Regions from separate parts of the Mus musculus genome. Here region 2 is linked to region 1. The links are chromatin contacts, called in public Micro-C maps. All regions are on one chromosome and are shown on one strand. The core of a region is the stretch at or near the end of the contact, and the rest is flanking DNA. Distances in the headings are between cores, read along the strand shown.

The links. Hi-C and Micro-C count contacts between places; a contact is called where the count stands out from the background.
Region 2: a contact with region 1 is called in a Micro-C map of muscle stem cells, with 2.5 times the contacts expected there. The contact joins two enhancer-like sites. A contact is called at or near these places in 4 of 39 promoter capture datasets (the C10 cell line, HPC-7-derived erythroid cells, hippocampal neurons and 1 more), 1 of 484 Hi-C or Micro-C datasets (muscle stem cells), 4 of 115 datasets of contacts at active chromatin or transcription factors (embryonic basal ganglia, embryonic forebrain, embryonic hindbrain and 1 more) and 3 of 9 other capture datasets (adipose tissue, liver and pancreatic islet).

Annotation. Positions count from the first base shown.
Region 1 is chr1:66,165,559-66,171,553 of GRCm38.p6, reverse strand. No RefSeq gene overlaps it. Among named protein-coding and RNA genes, the nearest start is that of Gm51629, 62 kb to the left of the region's middle. Within about 2 kb of position 2,688, at least 14 of the 459 cell types and tissues checked have an H3K27ac peak or open chromatin away from gene starts, as enhancers often do. A contact at or near this core is called in muscle stem cells, where this site is marked.
Region 2 is chr1:66,358,888-66,365,156 of GRCm38.p6, reverse strand. Map2 (microtubule-associated protein 2) reads right to left here. Exons shown (of 15, transcript NM_001310634.1): 3 at 2,877-2,954. Among named protein-coding and RNA genes, the nearest start is that of Map2, 40 kb to the right of the region's middle. Within about 2 kb of position 1,731, at least 24 of the 459 cell types and tissues checked have an H3K27ac peak or open chromatin away from gene starts, as enhancers often do. A contact at or near this core is called in muscle stem cells, where this site is marked.

The DNA.
Region 1 (5,995 bases), core at 1,439-3,938:
ATAAAGAAGAAAGGCAGAGAATAACAACAACAACAAAACATTTCCAATCTTTTCCTATGAAGTCAGTATTGCTTTAATATTAAAACCAGGTAAAGACACAGCTCCCCCCAAAAGAAAATTGTTGACCAATATCCCTCATGAACATAAGTTCAAAAGTCCTCAGTATATACTTGAAATCTCAGTACAGGCATATGTCAAAAAAAAAATCACTCATCACAGAGAATTTGGCTTTACTACAGAGATTCAGGAGAGTTCAACATATTTAAGTCTAAAAACGTATATGCAATGACACAAATGCACTTATAGATAAAAGTCACGTGATCATCAATAGATGCAGTGAAGGCTTTGGACAGTAAAACTCAGAGGCTATGTATCAACATTTGAAAAATATGAAACACACTGTAAAATAATTCAGCTTATAACCCACTAGAAATGTGGCCCATTTTCAAAGAAAAGAAAATCAACAAAAACTAATTCTTAAGTAATTAAGTTGTTGAAATTAGTGAAAAAATTTTTTAAAATATGTATTATAATTATACTCAATGAACCTAAGAAATGAAAAAAACCATAGAATTCCAACAAACTAAAGTTCTTGAGAAATCACATTTTGTTGATAAGTAACAATTTCAGTATTTCCTTGTATCTATTGACTATTCTTATTTCACATGTTTTGTTGGGTCTATTTTGCTCTTTAATTTTTTACTTGAGAAATAAGTTTTTTTGGGTTTTTGTTTTGTTTTTTGGGGTTTTTTGTTTTGTTTTGTTTTTCTTTTCTTTTGGTTTTTCGAGACAGGGTTTCTCTGTGTAGCCCTGGCTGACCTGGAACTCACTTTGTAGACCAGGCTGGCCTCAAATGCAGAAATCCGCCTGCCTCTGCCTCCCAAGTGCTGGGATTAAAGGCATGTGCCACCACGCCCAGCGAGGAATAAGTTTTAATTGACTAACTTTTAATTGAGTTATCTGCCACATATAGGATGTTTATTTGTTTGTTTGTCTTGTTTTGTTTTAAATTCTGAAAGGGATGCATTAAAAAAAACTTTGAAAATCTATTGACTGAATACTTCATTTTCATTTAGTTTTCTTAAAGATCACATTCATAGGCCCACTAAGAAGCCCATTAGGTCAGAAAGCAGAAAGAGGGGCATAATGACTCTCAGTCTTCAGTTGGGACACCATATCTTTCTGCTCTAGACCTACATGTTCTAAGATGGAACTCATAGGCCCCCTTGTGCTTCCAAGGCTGGTTACAGACTTCAGGCTGGAGCAGAGTTGTGTCAAGGGCTCACATAGTTATCTAACTTTCAAATGGATGATGCTAGCACTCTTCAACCTCCACAACAAGGCATTTCCATGATTCATCTACTTGTATGCATAGATACATATCCTACTGTTCCCCTTCAGAGTCCTAGGTAATATACCAACAGTTTATTTCAAATTCAATTCAGCTGTTGTAGAGAATGTACTTTACATGATTGAATTCTTTTTTATTTAAATACAAGGGTAGAACCCAGGACCTCACACCTTAAGCTACATCCTCATAATGTCATTCTCTTAAATGTGCTAAAGCTTATTTTTATTTTTAAAATTTATTTTATGTGTGGCATTTAACATCATTGATATTCTCTGTGGTATTATCAAGAGTTCACTGAGAATGTATCCGAGACTCACATATATTATATACAGAAGACTATATAAAAGACCATGTCAAAGCACAGATGAAAATATCCATGGATTCAGATTAGGCAAAGAATTCTTAATTATAATTCCAAAACCATTAGCTCCTCCCACAAAATGAACAAATCAATATTAAAACCTTTTGTTTTTCAAATGGCTTCATTATTAAAAACCTTAGCAAACAATATTGGAAAGAATATGTTCAAATTATTTTGCTTATAAAGGACATATATCCAGAAATTATAAAGAATTCTCACTGTGTAGTGTTTAAGGAGATAAACATCCCCATTATGTATTAAAAATGAGACAGTTATTCATATTGCTGATTATCCATCACAATAATATTATAACAGGCACTTCACTACCAAGGGTATAATAACAGCAGTTAAGAACATACAGAGAGGGTTCGTATCATGAATCAATATGAAATTCTAATTCAAATTGCAACAAGATGTTACTAATACACACTAAAATGTGTTCAGTTCAAAAGATAAACAAAAATGTCAAGTGCTGATATGGCTGTGAGCAGGGAAAACCCTAGGGATTGTAGATTAATATAAGATTACAGAAGTGAGCATCTACTTTGCATAGCTTTTAGTCCACTTTAAAAACTTAAGAATATACCTACCACATGACCTAACTATTCTATTCTCATCCACTTAGCCTAGAAAAAAAAATCTTCGTGCTCATAGGAGCATAACATCCAATATTCAAAAAATGGAAGTCGTCCAAACATCTATCACTTAGGAAGTTGAATGAACCAAGTATGACAGATTTCTGTGCTAGGACACAGTGCTGTCTCAGGGCCCAGACACTGACACATGAAACAACCAGGATAAACACTGAGGCATTTTGCTAAATTGAAGGAGCCAGATACAAAGAACTTCCTGTGTGACTTTATTCGAATGGCATTTTATAAAAAGCAAAGCTGCCAAGCCCACAAGGAGATCACTAGTGGCCAAGGCCAGGGGTGGGAACAGCAACTGATCATAACTAGCGTGGGAATTCAGTGTGGTGTCTCTAGAGCGCCACAGCTGGAATGGGAGCACGCCACTGAGCTCTTCAGTGCTCATCAAATATCGTTTGTACTGGGAGGGTGGATTGGTTTGTTTATTTGCTTGCTTTTTGAGGGAGGGTTTCTCTGTGTGTCCCTGGCTGTCCTAAACCAGGGTGATCTTGAACTCAGAGATCCAGGAGCATCTACTCCCCAAGTGCTGGGATTACAGATGATTAGAAAATTTTTAACATGCAAAATATATCCCTATAAATGTGTTAAACTGTACAATTGGCTGCTAAATGGGTTGTTATATAAATGTTCATTAATCGGTATTGTTTATACTGACATACTTATTGATATCCTCTCTGCTTTCTTTAATTCTCAGATGGAATCTCAAGAATTGAAATCCACAGCTATAATTATATAATTGTCCCTATTTCCTTTTATTTCCATTAAAAATTTCCAACATGCATTTTCTACAACTAAAATAAAATGCATCCTTTTAGTGCACATGTGTGATAATCATTATTAATACACATGTAGGACTTCTTACATCTTATTGATGAATTGATACCTATCATAATTCATTTTCCTCCTTTTCTGGTAATATGGTTTTGATGAAATTTACTTTGAATAATATTAATGTATTAGTTTGGGTTTCTATTGCTGTGATGTAACACCCTGAGTACAAAAAGCAAGTTGGGGAGAAAAGCATTTATTTAGTTTACACTTCCATTTTGCTGTTCATTATTGAAGGAAGTCAGGGCAAGAACTCAAACATGGCAGGAACCAGGAGGTAGGAGCACATGCAAAGGCCATGGCGCAGTGTTATTTACTGGCTAGCTTCCCAAGGATTCCTCAGTCTGCTTTCTTATAGAACCCTGGGCCAGTAGCCCAGGGATGGCACCATCCTTTATGGGCTAGGCTCTCTCCCACTGATCACTAATTGGGGGAAAAGCCCTAAAGCTGGATCTTGTAGAGGCATTACCTCAACTGAGGCTCCTCCCTCTATGATGACCCCAAGTTTGTGTCAAGTTGACACTCAAAACCAGCCACTAAAATTAATATAATAATGCCACACATTTTAACAATTATGTAGCATGTATTCCATGCCATACTTTTAGCATGAGGACTGTGGTGTTATCCCAGAACCTATGTATTCCAGCTTGAGTATGGTGGTCACCTGTAATCTCAAGTCTAAATTGTTAGAAACAAGCAGGTCCCTGAGGTTCACTGGCCAGCCAGTCTTTCAGATTCACTGAGCTCCAACTTCATTGGGAAACCATGTCTTGAAAATTAAGGAAGAGGGAAATGGAGAAAAACACATTTAAGTGGATTGAAGTCAACCTCTGGCCTCCAGGTGATCACAAGTGCATACATACATGCATACACACACACACACACACACACACACACACACACACACACACACACACACACACACGAAAAGAAATCCCACAGTAATCACTGCTCTTTGTTCTCCTGCCCTCAGCCTCTAAGATATACTAATCTGCTTTCTGTTTATGTTTTTGTGTATTTTAAACTCAAATCTATGAAATCACATACAATGTGGTCTTTATGCCTGGATAGTTTCAGGTAGTATATTTTTAAGGTTGCCTGGTCTTTTTGCATTTGTTACTGACTGTATGACTATCAAAAGGCAATATTCAGTTCATTATCACCTGTCATGGATTGCTGACCAATTATCCAGATCCAGGAATGGATTACTTTTGGTACAGAGGACCTTAAACTCAAAGAATGGGTGCTTACCCATGTAACAGTACTGCCTCTCCTGCCTGGCAAGTTGATCACACAATTTTGTCCAAAGTCTTTCACACTTAAATATGATTTAAATAGCATGCAATTTTCATGTTTATGTCATTGTGGTCTATATACTTAGCAATTCAATTCTTTTTATTTTTAATTTTTTTTATTAAAATTTTCTAGGATTTGTTTTGTTGTTTATCTTTGGTTTTATTTTTGTTGTTTTAGTTTCTGAGGACTATATATTGAAATCTTTCACTTTGTATTATTATTCTTTTAGGTTTAACCATCTCGTTTCACTCATCTGAGGATATGTTAAAAAGGAGACATGATCATCCTTTCTAAATGCATTGGCTATTGAATATTTGTGGAAGTTCTCCGTTGGCTATTCCATAATCATGAGACAGTTCTCTCTCTTGTGCCTATGACTCAGCTCCCACTTCACCTTCAGTCGTCGCATCTTATCAACTTTCTGGTAGAATTCTAAAGTCATACCTTTACACACCCTTTTTATTTTAATCTCTCCTGCTTTCTTAGGGCACATATAATTTGCATATGACATCGAGTTTTGTTTTTAATTTAGTTTGAAATTTTTGCTCTGTTTTCTCCATTTCTGTTCATTATAATTAAAATTACTTTAAGATGTAAATCTTCAGGTTTGGTATTTACTTTGTATTTTTCAAAACTGCTTCTTCACTCATCTTCTTTGCTTTTCTTCACTTTTTCCTGCCTTCCTCCCTCCCTTTTCTTTATTTGTTTATTTCCCTTATTCTTGCCAATAACACAATATCACAGACCATGAAAACATTTTTTAAATGTATTTTGGCTTATGGTTCTGAAGTCCAAGATCAAGGGTCAACATCTAATGATGGTTTTCTTGGTGGCAAAATCCCAGGACTGTACAAGACACCACCCAACAAGAGACAGGGAGTGCATTTATCTTTGTCATCTGGCCACCAGTCCTCAGTGATGGGATTTTATCCTGATGGCCTTGTATAACTCTAATTACTTTCCCAAAGCACCACCTCCAGGCAACCTATTGCATTGCTTCCACTCCTTAGAGGGGATAACATTTTAACACATAAGCCATGGTGGGGGGCGCAGGGACTCAAGTCACACCCAAGCCACAGCATTTGCCTTTACTTGAACTAGTCAATCATTTCTAATATTTCCTGTTAACTCTATTAGATTGTTGGCTAGGCATTCTTTCACTGGCCTTTTATGTTTATCACACACGCACACAAACTTTTTCACTTCATTAAAGTCCAGAAAGGTAGCATACTTCAATTCCACATACATCTCCTCTTGTTTTATATGTATTTTTCATTAGAAACCTTGGTATACCAGTTGCTTTTTATTAGCAATATTTGGTTGGAGTTACCTTTCCATTGGTTTGCCATATTACCCCATTTGTCATTCTTCTTGGAGGAAAATTCAGTCCCTAACATGACGTTATAATTACCAGTATCCCTAGTCGCTAATCTTCTTTGTCATTATTCATTTTGGGCAAAATCATATTGAAAACAAGGTTGCTTCTGTCCAAGTTACCTTGCAATCAGT
Region 2 (6,269 bases), core at 482-2,981, 190 kb before region 1:
TTGTAGTTAAACGACTTCAAGAACAATACATATATTTTTTTAGACTTCTAATATTCTCCTTATATCCATATAGGTGCCTTATTCCTAACTTGCCTATGTAGTTTGGGAACTTTTTATATCATAAATTAAGAGCTGAGATGATAAAAGAAGCAACAAAACTTTTTCAAAATACTGTAAAATCAGAAAAATTATGGATTGAAACCAGGAAAGTGCTTAAGCTCCGCAAAAGCAGGAGGTTCTGCTAAGACAAATGAATCCTTTAAGAGGTACCAGCCATTGCTGATGTGCATTGTGGGTATTCTGTGGGCAAAGCATCTACCTGCTATGTTCCCCAGGAACCCTGGGATACCCAGTCTTCCCTCCAGCAAATGAAAGCTTACCTGGGAGGTGGTGGCCTAGGTGCTGGTGACAAAGGTTAGAATGTGATATAGTCTCTGCCATCAGAGGGAGGAAACCATGTTGAGATGATGTTGGGCGATGCAAACGATGACAATTGTCTGCCATCTAATATCTGGTCAGCTGTAAGTACTGTAATGCTCTTCTATGGGGCTTAAAGAGGTCAACCATATGCCTGTAACAGGTGGTTGAAGCTAGAGTAAAGCTGATTTTCAGTGTGATTAACAGTGCACTGTAATATCCAGAGAGCTTTGTGTGAAAAGAGTTGCTGACTTCATTGGAATCATAGAATACAATTCAGAGACAAAGATCTACCTTTACATTTGAGATTGCATGTGTTATATTGGAAATATGTAGTTTCAAATTTGCACAATATAGTACTTAGCACCCTTAGTGAACAAAGGATGGTATTTATGAAATATTTCCACTGTGATTACTCCATTCTGTGTAATCCTTCATTTGGAGGTGTTAGAGGTGTCAAAGGTGATCATGTGGCATTGAATAACATCCCTACATTAAAAACCCCTGAAGAAATGGTTATGTATGAAGGGGCACTGGATGGAGCTTCATGTTTTCCAAGATATCATTTTTGATAAATAAGACTTCTTCTTGATTTTTTAACAACCCCCCCGATATACACAGAAATTCCTAAAAATACTGTGGGATAAACAACTATGTACATATGAGCAAATTCTAGAATTAACTCTCACGTTAGAAAATAATTAAAAAATAATTTCTATTAAAACTACTCCTGTAATTATTTGTTTTAAGGAATTGTAAGAAAATAACACAGACCTCCCAGAATGTAGTTTTCTTTTAAGTATTTCAAATTTCATTTGTAGTAGCTATATTATGTTTGGGAATAGTCAGAATTTCACCTATGGTGAAATAAAACCTATGTTGATTATTATATTATGGTGGAACTGTGAAAATCATGGGTCGCAAGAGATTAGTAAAATCCTCATATGCCAATTAAAAGATGTGTTTCCAGCTGGGGAACAAAAAAGCATACAAGGGCTTGGCATGGTGTCATATAGAGAAAGCATCAGCTCCCTTATGCACAAATTCTGAATACGTTTTATAAGACACGCTAAAGCCATGCTAGCATTGAATCGTTAAAGTGCTGTAAGATATTTAGACGTAATAATAAGCACCAGAGGGTAATATGTAAAGCAGTAACCATGGTAACAGCTGGAAGGAGAGCCAAACCAATCTCTGTGCCAATATGCCTGCATCTAAATACAACTGAGTGACGGTGACTTATAGTGCCACATCTGCAGTGTGACAGCAGCTCTGTATACTCAGAATGTCGGTAGAACTGTAACGTGTTTGTCTGACACCTGGTAGAACACACAGAGGCCACTGTGCACCTTTACAGTCCCGACCCTCACTGGGAGGAGAGCAGGGACGTGAGAAGAAAGCAAAGAGTGCTTTTCCTCCTGTCATGGTTTATTCAGAAAAGAATTTCGGTGTGAAATTTCATGTGTGTGAGCAGCTGTGTCATCTATGTGCAGTGCTTCGGTATTTGCGTGTTGTTAGCCTTTTGCAATGAAAACATTATGAAATTTTCACTCAAAACTAAATTAATGGATTAATAAAAGCGATAAAGTAAACAATGCTGTGACCAGTTATAGATAGCACAATACCTTTAATAGAAACAAGTCAGACCTAAGCTCAAATGCACTTTCTGGAATGGTTGATCACTCTCTTGAAATCTCTGTATAATTTTATTCTGACTTTATTTTAAAGTTTCTCTGTGAAAACGTGCAAAGAAAAAGAAAACGTAATTTCTATTTGTAAAGTGACCTAGAGTGCTCACGTATGTATTCATGCAGTTATTAGATATGTGGCAGGTGAACATATAATTGTACCTGCTTTTTATTGCCTGCATTTTCAGCAAATGTTACCTTCTTATGTAAATCCAGAGGGAATTTATGTAAAATGCAGGGGCAATGATTCCTGGGCATTTCCTCCTCAGGTAACTATCCCTGCATCACCACTGAGGCTGGGCTTTTTCTCCTGTGTGCACAGTTTTAGGCTTCTTTCTCCCATGTGTAGAGTTTTGGTGAGCTCTGTCTCTCATCACTTTGTCTCATGCCCCTACCTAAAAACATCTATTACCTACCCCACAGAGCTGATGTAAGGAAATAAATTAATTAATTTACATAAAGTCATACAGGCACATGCCTAGCGCATTGATAGGAAGAGAGGAAATATTGTTATGGTTAGCCACAGCTGAAGAAAGGGGCTTGGTTCAATCCTCATTTTAAAGCAAGATACTTCATTTAGCCAGTTTAAAAACTCTGAAGAGGTATTTTATAATTTCTAGTCTATTAACTGTGAAATTCAAAATGGTATTTCTTCCTCAAAAATAGATTGGGATTTAATTCAAAATTAAAAAAAAACCATGGTTAGCAAAGAAGTGAAGTGTTTTTCATAAGGGTGGGTCACTTTTTATGGTAGAGAGAATAGGGTCTTACCAATTCAAGGAAGTTGTAAAGTAGTGAAGTTTGCTATGTTGTATTCTCAAACGGCTGGTGGTATGTTCTGGCTTCTTTCTGTTAAAATAAAAAGAAAATTCATGAGCTAATTTCTGACCCACACATGCTAATATTATCAACATGAAAAAATTTATGAGTTTTCTCTTGATTTTGGGTAACTATGAGATTTCAAGATCGCTTTCCTAATATTTATTTGTGACCGGCTGGGCACTGTCTCAAGCCTGTGACACAGAGCAGTAATGTATAAGCTACTGAATGCTTTTTGTATCTTTCTATGCCACATTAACAGTGTTTCATAAGAGTAACATCCAAGGAAGAGTAAAATTATGACTTGTTCTCAGCTAATAAATAGTAGAAGATTGTGTAATTTCCCCAAAGAATATATTCATAATTGTTAATTATATGCAGCAAGCTTTAAAAAAGACTGGGCCTCTAGCCCAGTCTGCATTGATTTCATGAAACACAGGATGGAGAGGGATTTTTTAAATAACTAATTAAAATTTCTCCATAGAGTCCTAAATTTATGTTGACATTCCAAAACCTGAAAGTCACTCTGGATTCTGCTGAAAAAACAAAAACCAAAAAACAAGAACCCATGCCACCGAGGGTCATGTAGGCTCCCCATTAAAGTGGTTCCAGGAGATGGACAGCATCACTGGAAGGCTTCAGGCCTGTTTTCTGTCTTACACAGGTGAGGCCACCCTCATTGTGGGCAAGACTACAAAAATGTACAGTGTGCAAATTCCTGTCCAGTCCCACTCTTCCATACTGGGTTTGTAAAGCTGTGTGTATTCATGAATTTTCCCCAGGACTGATATGTGTTCATTCCAGTAGAATACACCCTATCCCATACCCAAGGAAAACATGTTACCATTAAAAACCGTGAGACCCCAATAGACAGCCTCTACACAGCTTCAGAATCCAGAAAAAAATTCAAGCAGAAGATATGCACCAACTGGTTCTTCTTTTGTCTGTTCTGGAATGTTTTGTTTTGATTATGGTACCAGACATCAAATGTAGCCTTAGGCCTTAGGCATATTAGACAAATTTCTACCACTGAAATATCTATCCACTGCCTATCTGGACCTTTAAACAGTAAATTCACATAAATGTGGGAGAGCTGACAAGAGTGTTTCAAAGCAACAAATATTGGTTGTATTGAGTGTTTTTTATTATTAGCTCATTTGACTTATGAACACTCACAGGGTATGAAAGCAAGTATGTCTATTGCTGGATAATTAAACGGAACAGGCTTGACATCTAAATAGTGATAAAGAAAGTTCTAGCCAAAAAGAAACATGGTAGAATTTTTCCCTACTTATCATACTTTAATAATTATTTTAGCAAGAATGACTACTAAAATCCTGGCACACTGCTTTTGTTTCTTTTGAAAAATATCTGGATTGGCTAGGGGGCAAAACGTTGTGTGCAAAAATTTTGACCAACAGGCAAATATTCTTACACATCTATTAATTATCTATATCTATCTATCTATCTATCTATCTATCTATCTATCTATCTATCTATCTATCTATCTATCTATAATCCATCCACGACAGAATCACTAGGAGGAGACATTTATGTAGAATTGTAGCTACTTAAAAGTTAGATGACAAGTAAAATTTTAGAGTGGTTTTTCCTTTGTTTGTTTTCTTAGTTTTTTTTTTTTTTCTTGTTTGTTTTTTTGAGAAAGATCTCTCTCTATAGCCCTAGCTTCCTGGCTTTCCCAGAACTCACTGTGTTTGGGGCAAGCCTAGAACTCACATAGATCTGACTGTCTCTGCCTCGAGAGTGCACGAATAACAAGGACATCACCGTTCCAGCCTTCTAGGTTGGTTTTAGAACAAAAATAAAATGGTAGAACAGAGCTCTTGATCCTGTTCAGTTAAAAGAAACTTCTATATTTAACAAATGAGTGTTAAAACAAAATATCATATTCATTTTCTTTGAACTCAATATTTTCCTTCAATCTCTGAAAGTGCTATTGTTTTTCAAAAAGAATACATGCATGTGTATGAGTGTTTAAGTATATATCGTGTATGTGTCTGTGTGTGTGTGTGTGTGTTTGTCTTTTACCCTTATAACAAGGAGATGAAAAGAATTCTCTAGAGCAAAATTCAGCAAGCTGCAGATCATAGGACAGCTGCATCCTACTGGCATCTCTTTTCCCAGGTCCAATGTTGCTGGTACCCAGCCATTTCCATTCATCCCCAGGAGGACAAGGGCTGCTTTCATGCTGCAAAGGCAGAACTAAGCAGGTGTGTGTTTACCTTTTGAGCAATGGTGTTGTTGCAGCAGCCAACAGGAGATGGCATGTTCACAATGTGAGCAATACTGGCATTGCCAGAGACTATCCTAATAATCCTTCCAAAACTTAACTCCATAGTTACACATGAAAGTAAAATTTCAACTCTAAACATATAAAGGGCCAACTTAAAGGAACAGGGTGACCAAAGGGTGAAGTGATTATTAAGAAACTCAGTGCCCCCAGTCATGACAATAATACTCTGTATACCCCAAATTTCTACTTTTGTTGAGATTTTATTATACAAAAGAAAATGACTGCCTTTTTTTTTTACTTCATTTTCTGTGAGGCATGTAAATGCCATGTGGATTTAGTTTTAAAAAATTTATGAACTATTCTATAAGGGACATCAGATTGAATGGTTGATTTTCAGCTAGTCTTGAACAGATCTAAGTGTTCACTTTTATGCCACTGACAAATGGTTAAATTGACACAGCTTTTGTCATTGATATTTGTCAGTTTTAACAGCAGATACATTCAACAGGATGGAATGTAAATCAGCATTAGCAGACACTTACTGACTCCTCTTCGCCAGGATTCTGAGTACTTCAAAGAATTAATTTGCTCCTCACCACCTCCCTTGGACTGTTACAGCCTCGCTTTATAGACGAGAAAACAGGCCGTGAAAGCTTACTTGCCCGTTCCATGAATACACGTAGAAAGTGGATAAACCTGCGAACCAGCTCTTAACAGACACAGAGGAGTGGGTTTGGGTCTCCATCTCTGGTGAAGGACCACCTCAAACACAAAGGCTTGTGGCTCTTCCCAGAAGTATAATTTCACCCATGGCAGATTTCAATTTCCTAGACACACTAAGCTCTTTTATCATTCAGGATATTTAGTTCTTGGACAAACTGAGATCCACTCTGCGGCAGCTTTGCTTCGTCTTTGCCCATTACTTCAGTGGGGTTTGCTTCTGCTCCTTCCCAGGAGCTGTGAGGGTTTGACGGGAATACTGTTGAGGATCATGGCTGATAAGCCTTGACAGTCAACTGGTAAACGATTCCATTTAAGAGCCAGTCTGCACAGTGTGGAGAAGAGGGCACATGCTTTGCTTGGCACCAAAT